2 separate regions of the Mus musculus genome follow, and region 2 is linked to region 1. A link is a contact called in public capture Hi-C data. All regions are on one chromosome and are shown on one strand. Each heading gives the region's core, a stretch centred on a gene start, on an enhancer-like site or on the middle of the called end of the contact. The rest is flanking DNA. Distances are from core to core; before and after follow the strand shown. Region 1 holds the start of Adgra1 (adhesion G protein-coupled receptor A1). Region 2 holds the start of Adam8 (a disintegrin and metallopeptidase domain 8).

What was found. Capture Hi-C pulls out chosen DNA fragments and counts their contacts.
Region 2: a contact with region 1 is called in a capture Hi-C map of embryonic stem cells, with 2.2 times the contacts expected there. The contact joins the promoter of Adam8 here to the promoter of Adgra1 in region 1. A contact is called at or near these places in 1 of 39 promoter capture datasets (embryonic stem cells) and 1 of 9 other capture datasets (embryonic stem cells).

Annotation. Positions count from the first base shown.
Region 1 is chr7:139,832,535-139,836,474 of GRCm38.p6, forward strand. Adgra1 (adhesion G protein-coupled receptor A1) reads left to right here and starts at 1,640. Exons shown (of 8, transcript NM_177469.3): 1 at 1,640-1,993; 2 at 2,669-2,863.
Region 2 is chr7:139,989,961-139,993,870 of GRCm38.p6, forward strand. Adam8 (a disintegrin and metallopeptidase domain 8) reads right to left here and starts at 2,602. Exons shown (of 24, transcript NM_001291066.2): 1 at 2,472-2,602; 2 at 1,386-1,486; 3 at 312-388; 4 at 91-169; 5 at 1-13. The coding sequence starts at 2,511.

The DNA.
Region 1 (3,940 bases), core at 390-2,889:
GTTCACCACAACATGAGGAACTGTATTAAAGGGTTGAAGCATTAGAACGGCTGAGGACCACTGATATAAAACATGGCTCACCATGCAGGTCATCACGGCACCTGTCTCCAGTGGTACCCCAGAGACTAAGCCTGAAGTGATGCCCTCCATGGGCAGCTCCAACCTAGGCCCTGGCACAAATGTAGAGAGGCATATGTGACCATTATGAATGGTTTAGTGCCCGAGTATTTATAAAGCCAGGCCTTGGGCTCTGTTTTTGGAAACTTCAGCTACACAATACAAGGAGATAGACTCCTTCTGGCCACTCCAGGAAGAAGCTGAGAATCATCACTCACGCAGTACATAGAGTCCAGGGGCCAGTAGCCAGGCCTCTTCTGCCTCTCCTGAGGGCCTGGACCACCTGTGACAGACCTGGAGCCCTGAGCAGAAGACCAGTGTCAGAGCCTACTCTGATTCAGAGCCACCTCCCCCTACATACTTCCTGCTCTCCTTTCTGCCCCGTTCCCTATCCACCCGACTAAGACTATCATCCAGGATCCATCAGGGACTTTGGCTGGCCTCCAGTTCCTGGAGAAGAGACTCTGAGAGTTCAGAACACATGGAGGCCTCCATCACTCATAGGGTGCTGAGCAGACAGAATTCCTCAGGGTCAAGTCCCTTATCTGAAGTTCGGGGCTCAGTGTTCCCACTGAGGACTGGGACAGGAGAGTTGACCACACCCCACCCAGAGGTTACACACCACAGGATTTCTAAAACAAAAATCACAATGTCCCTGGGTCTAATTCTATCTTTATGATCCTTTAACTACCTCCCCTGCCCCAGGAACTCTAGCTTCCAATCCTTTAAACTCCAGAGTAGCAAGAACCTAGGGGCCTCCTAGAGTAGACACTAGCTTTAACAGCACCTGAAGAGCAAAGTTGCTAGGTGGGATGGAGGTGCTACAAGAAAAGGAGCCAGGTGGAGAGGGAAGGGAATGGTCCCCAAACAGGTGTCTCCTAATCACAATGTCATGCCAACATCTGCCAAGGGGATAAACTTTGTGAAAAAGCTTGACCTGATCCAACTCTCCCCTCAGGCAACCAGTCTGGGCCAAGCCATCCCACAGCAGATGAGCTGGACTCTGACTCACGCCTCTGTACACTTTCCTTCTCAACACTCAGTCCTTTGGCCCAGGCTTGGAGAAGGGTTCAACACTGGGGTTAGGGAAGACACTTTCTGCCCCGCCAGGCCATGTCCACAGACAGGAGCAGCCCTGCTGACTCATGCTCACACAGTCTTCACCTCAGTTTCGGAAAATTTGGATTTGAACAGTATTTTAATACATGGATTGTGAAGATTCTTCCAAAATCAATTTCCGTTTTCACCTTCCTGTTCCTGCAGCCCTCGAGAGACAGGGATCTCTTTTTAAAATGAAATAACATCATCCTGTCCTCCTTTTGGGGAAAATGCTTTAATGTGAGTTGTCTGAATCGGTTGGAAGCAAGCAGCAAACCCTGGTCGGTTGTCTCTTTAAATCGACTCTGCAGTGTGACGGGCAGCCGGCCGCCGGGCTGGGAAGAACCATTCCCGCTCTGCCGCAGGGAGCCAGGGCACGGCGCTGCCGCGGTCCGCGCCTCCCCCAGTCCCCATGGTTACAGCTCCTGCTTCCCGGCCGGTCCTTCATTCCCCTGGCTGTTGCTGCAGAAATCCGGCGCGCAGGCGGCTGGCGTCCCCCAACCCAGAGCTGGAAACTGCCTGCAGAGAGCGCATTGGATGCCTGCTCTTCTCGGCTCTGACTCACTCCCTCCGGGTGCAGAGCTCCGTCCCCAGCGCAGTGCTCTGGCCACAGCCAGTCGCCAGGCTGCAGCCCTGCAATCTGTTGATAACTCCACTTATAAGCTCCAATCTCATGCCTTTCGTCATAGAAAGCTGTTCCCTAGCACGAGGGACATGCCACATCTCGCCTGTGAGAAGCAGGAGACCTGTGCCTCTTCGGCTGCCTTTACCAAAATAGGTGAGAAGTTGGGTGGCTTTCTCCTGATGTCTGAGAAGGGAAGGGGAGGGGTAGGGCTTGTGCCCAAGCTACTGGCCGGCCACAGTGTCCACTCATGAGGGCCATTTCTGGAGCAGAAACGCTGTGAGAGATTCGGCCACTCTTGCTGTTGGGAAGGTGGATTCTGAATAACTTTGGGTAAGTCTAGAGCTTGGAGCCTTAGCAAGACCACATAGTTCCAGCCAAGCAAGAATGTCCATGCGGGAGACGCCAGCCCTCAAGATCTAGCTACATCAGGCGGCAGCAGCAGCTTCTGCCTGCCAGGTCTTCCTGGGCACTGAGAGATTTACTCAGGTTTATTTGACTCTCTTGATTTCAATTGATAATGCTGGTCTGGCTTGTGCAGCCCGAAATAACCAAGTTACGGTCTTATGTTGGGATGGCGAGCAGAGACTACTTAAGGGATGCTTTCCGGCTGCCAGGAGCCAGGTTTCCTCCCAAGTCCCAAAGCCCAGGTTGTTACCACCTCTCTGGGTGCCTCAGATGAAGCCTGAGCTAAGGACTCCAACAGGCTGGCCAGGTTCATAGGAGCCAGAAAGGGGCAAACTTGGGAAGGGACTGAGTGCCCCCTGAGTATACCTGGGTATTGACCAGTATCAGGCTCCCTTGCACTCTGACCATGCATTGTCTTTGCAGGTGGGTCAGCCTGCAGATCCCCATTCATCTTGACACAGTCACTCTGAGGTAGCCTTCCCAGGAGCTCGACCGTGACTGTGTGGGACTTGACCTTCCAGATGGCCATGGAGGCTAGAGGGGAGAAGGGTGCAACATAGTGGTCGGTGCCAGCAACCCCATCAGTGCGCTTGCCTCCCTAACTCTGCAGGGCTCATGGTGAGTACACAGCCCAAGGGGCCTAAAGCTTTGACCAAAACCCTGCCGTTCACATCAGATCAGGGGCTACCATCTCTGTTAGGTGGAGGAGGCCTGGGCAGGAAAGTAAGTTATGGGGTGGTTAGGCACTTAGCAGCTGTCCAGCCTGTGTCAGTCCTGGGGTGGGATAACTCTATGGGGGCAGTGGGGTCTGGCTACATTGAGTCTCTGGCTGCCTGCCAGGGTCTGTCTGCTCACTGGCTCACTTGGTGCTGTTCATACTAATTAGCTGAAGGCACGCGGCAATGTCGAAGCATTTAATCAACAGAGTGGCATCCATCCATGCCCTGGGAAACCTTGTCTAGTCCTAGACTGGGTTCCCTCCCACTCAAGGGGGCCTCAGTCAGGTCACCAAGCCCTTCCTACTGTCCCTGCTCCTCAGAAAGTCAGCCGGCTTTGGCAGCTAAGGCTACAACAGGAGGGGGGAGGGTGTTTCTCTCACACTAGAAAAGGGTAAGAGCAGTGTGGTCAGCGGGTTGGAACAGTGTCCAAGACGTGGCGGGGCCCTTCCTGAAGGCTAAAGCTTGTATTGTGGTTGCTGCCTATTGGTCTCTAAGAAGGCTGACAGCCGAGTAAATAATGCATTGTGTATGCTCCTAAGGGACAGCTGACAGGGGCAGCTAGGGCTGGAGTGCGTGCTGGGAATGCCAATGACCACCAGGATAACATGTCCATAGCCCAGACGTGGGCATAGGTTCCTCAGTGCAGACCTGTGTGTCTGCCTAGTAAGGGGCATTCTGTCTGAATCTCTGCTCACTTGCTTCTTGCTCCACTCAAAACGCCCAAGAAGAGAGATCCCTGTTACCCGAATTAACATCACTTTAGCCTCCCTGGCTGGAGCAAAGGTTATGTCCATGCTGTCTCCTGACCCCAGCAAGGTTCCCTCTTCTAGGTGCTGGCAGCTCTCAAAGGAGAGCACCCTGGGCTCAAGGGTCCCTTGATTTCTACTGAGTCTCCTATTGCCCCCAAGTGCCACACCCAATATGGCTGTCAGCCCTAGGTTGGAATGGTTTGTGGCCTTTGTCCTCAAATTCATGT
Region 2 (3,910 bases), core at 1,352-3,851, 160 kb after region 1:
AGAGGCAATGGTCCTAAGGAAGCGAGAGAGGGTCATGAGCCTTGCCACCTTGATTCCGCTGGCCCAGGGAAGGCTGGCCAGGCACCATACCTGCTCCTGCAGTTGCTCTGTCACCTCAGAGCCATTGGCAGCTGAGTAGGTCTCTGTGTAGCTTGAGCCCAGCAGGTCCCTGGAAGACAACCATTGACGTTCCCTGATTCTGCCTCACACGGAGCAGCCACCATAAGATGCCTGGGCCAGGATTCTGGCACACAGGAGCCTACACTTCCCACTGGACTCAGAGATCTACCCAAGGACCAGAATCGGCTTACCTGTTCTTTCGAAGGTGCAGGGTGAAAACGTGCCCGCTGGTCCCAAGAGCATAGCTCAGACTCTCTGGGTACTGGCCCTGGATGGGGATTCTCAGCTTAAGGCCAGGGATTTGCATAGCAGAAAGCCCCAAGCAGAGACCCCCTAGACCCTGAGGATTCGTTAGTTTCAGGGAGGGAAGTAGATGGCTGGGAGCAGGCTGACAGGGAAAGCAACTCTCCCAGGTGAAGCAGAAAAAAAAAAAAAAAAAAAAAAAAGAGTTTGATGGCTCCTTGAGCCATTTCCTCAATCTATTCCCAAGGATGATGGTGATGATGACGGTGAAGGTGATGGTGATGGTGAAGGTGAAGGTGATGGTGAGGATGATAAGAGTAAACAGGATAGGAGTGGCAGCCACTAAATCTGGGCAACATGGGAGTAGGCAAGGTACACAGACTCCTCAGCACCACAATTCCTCAGCTGGCTAAGGTGTCCAGCCAGAGATTCAGAGCAGGTGTGTGCTCCATACTCTGTGACCTTTTACTCCTACACCATGTGTACAACCAGCTCGCCTTAGGGACAGCATACACCAGGAAAGAGGAAAGCCCAGGCAGAGATGTTTCCTGAAGATCCAAACAAGGACAGGGCCAGGAATCTTCCTGGAGGTCTAGAGGCTGTTCTCAGTTCCCAGTTCCAGGAAATCCCAAGCTGAGAGGTTCTTGATGCATACACATAGCTTTAGGGTGAGCAGCTGCTGGCTAATCTAACAAACCACTGCCAACTGAAACTGGGGAGTGGCCCAGGGCAGCACAAACTGCTGTACCTTTCCTGGGTGAGAGGCCTCTCCAGGCTGGGCCAATGGTCTCAAAAGGAGCAAGGAAGTGAGTGGGCTCTAGTGCTACCTTGGGGGCCCTAGGACCCTGTTTTCTGGGGGCGGGGCAGCAGAAGGCAGGAGGAAGTGGTAAACACAGGAGGACCATCGCCATGCCCAGAAGCACAGACAGGTTGAAGTTCTGGAGCTGCGCAGGGCAGCCTCCAGAGACTGCCGGTCCTTTTAAAGACACAGGTTGTGTGGCCAGGCTAATGGGTAGACTTACCCAGTGGGAGGGCAGGGCTCTGCGGGAGCGGGATGCAGCTAGGCGCCGAGGCCAAACCACTTCATACTGTTTCACATGGGGCAAAGGAGGTCCAGGGGCTACTGCTTCAGGAGAAAGGGGGGTCAGAGGTCCAGCAGTGTCTAGCCAGAGTTAGCTCTTTTATCTGGGTATTCACCACAAGGCTCAGTGCCAGCAATGGGATCTGACCCCATGGCCCAGATAAGAGCTTTGTGCCTAAACCACCAGCTCCATCACACCAGAGTCAAGCTGTCTGAGCCCAGCACACCTGGGCACAGTGCCCCCAGAAGAACCTCATCCACTCACCCCACCCTTCCCCAGTGCCTGTTTGAACCTACACAGGCAGAACACATGTAGGCCCTATGGTCTGCCTGCCAGACATCTAGAGTTGACCTTAGCTACATGATCGTAGCTAACTGATGAACACACACCCTCCCTCAGGCTTTTCTCTCCCACCGGAAAACTTCCTGCTCAACAACTGATGGGGGACTGGTTTAGAGAGCACCTATCTGTAGGCAGGTCCAGTTTTAGAGACCACCTGCTGATCTCTTGCATAGGCAAGGGGCACAGCCACTTAACCCCAGGGTTGAGAGGTAAGAGAAGAGACCACTCCAGCCAGGGTCCTCCCAGGACAGGAAAACCAAGCCTCCCAGTGGGAGGCAGGATCCCATGCTGCTAGAGAACTGGGACCATCGTGCCTCTAGCTTCTGTCCCCGCCTAGCTAGAGTTATGCATCCCCCAGGATCCCAAAGGTGAACCTTGCTGCCTGGGACTCCTACAGCAGCAAGGGAAGCTGTCCTGTAAGTGCCACGCCTAGTGATGTCACTACTGTTCCTGTAACTAGCTCAATGAAAAAAGAAAAATCCCAGGAAACAATTTCTCTCACATTTCACTTTTGAAAAAAAAAAAAAATCTCAATTCTGACTTTTTCTGTTCCTACCTACTTTCTCCATACCCAGGGACCAGACCAACTCCAGGGAGGCAAGGTGAGCTGATCATGGTACATGGCCACTAGGCACACCACCAAGCAATGAATAGGCTCCTTGAAATCAAGTAGTCATCACTCACCTGGTGTCCATAAGACGCTGAGCAGCCAGAGGCCAAGCATGATGGGATCTGGAGCACACTAACCCTAGAGGTTCCACAAAGTACTCTCTTCATCACTGGCCTGGTACTTCTTTCTGAGTGCCCTTCCCACTGATCGGAACTGGCCAATCACTGGACCGCGGGGCGGAGCAAGGCGGGGCAAGAAGTACACACCTCTATACCAACACCCAGTTGGCAGCAACCAGCCTCCAGGGCAGTCTGGAGTTACAGAGGCCCCTCCGAAGTAACTTCTAGGTAGCTCCTATTGATCTCCCATGATTTTGGACAAAATTCATGGGAGATGGAGATGGTAAACAGACCAATTTGAGCAACTCTGCAGTTCTACAAGCTCCCAGTCCTGGTGGGGAGATTGTGGGATTGCCTCCCATGGCAGAGCTTTGGGAGTGCTAACTGGGTGGAGTCTAGCTGGAGGAAGATGACTTTTGGAGGGGAAGTGACTTATGAGCCTGAAATTTCAGAAGGGGACCCTTTGACTTTCTGGGCACTTGAAAGATGCAGACAGGGGCAAGAAAGGCAGTGTGGGCCCAGGACCAACTTGTGGGAGCTGACATTCCCAAAGCTCCTGCCCGGCTCCACGAGGCTTCTGAGGCCTCACTGGAGAGGCATATGCAGGGAGGAACCTGACTGATCCTTTTTTTTTTTTTTAAGATTTATTTATTTATTATATGTAAGTACACTGTTGCTGTCTTCAGACACTCCAGAAGACAGCATCAGATCTCATTACAGATGGTTGTGAGCCACCATGTGGTTGCTGGGATTTGAACTTGGGACCTTCGGAAGAGCAGTCGGCGTGCTTAACCACTGAGCCATCTCGCCAGCCCCCTGACTGATCCTTTGAGGTCCTACCTAACCTGTTAGGGGGTCCCGAGGCACCAGGCTCCTTTCCTGGATTCTGTCTTTCATGTCCTCAGGGTAGAGCTGACTCAGAGCCAGAGCTCTCAGCACCCCTACCATGGCCTGGCTTCCAGCTTCTCCAGGTGGGTCTGTTACTGTGGGAACCCAGGGCACTTGGGAATGTAGTCACGCCTGTTTATTATTTGTGGCACTGTTCGCTATACATCCTTGTGGGCACAGCTGTGGTCAGACCTCACAGACTTTACAGTTCTACCCCACAAGGGATAAGTAACCCAAGAGGAAAGGGAGACACCCAAACTACCAACAGAGCCTGACAGCTCGACCATAATGGGAAACTACAGGGTTGGGTTGGAGTCTTAGATCGTACCTAAGAATTTAAGCTGGGGCACACATGCTACTGTCACTCTTCTACCCTTGTGGATAAGGTCAGAAATGTAGCAATGGCTTAGGAATCTCAGCAGCAACCCGCTGCCTGAGGCATCAGCACAGTGTTCACTGCGAGGCTGTAATAGGTAGGCAGCAGCCAGAGCTCTCGGGTAAGGCTG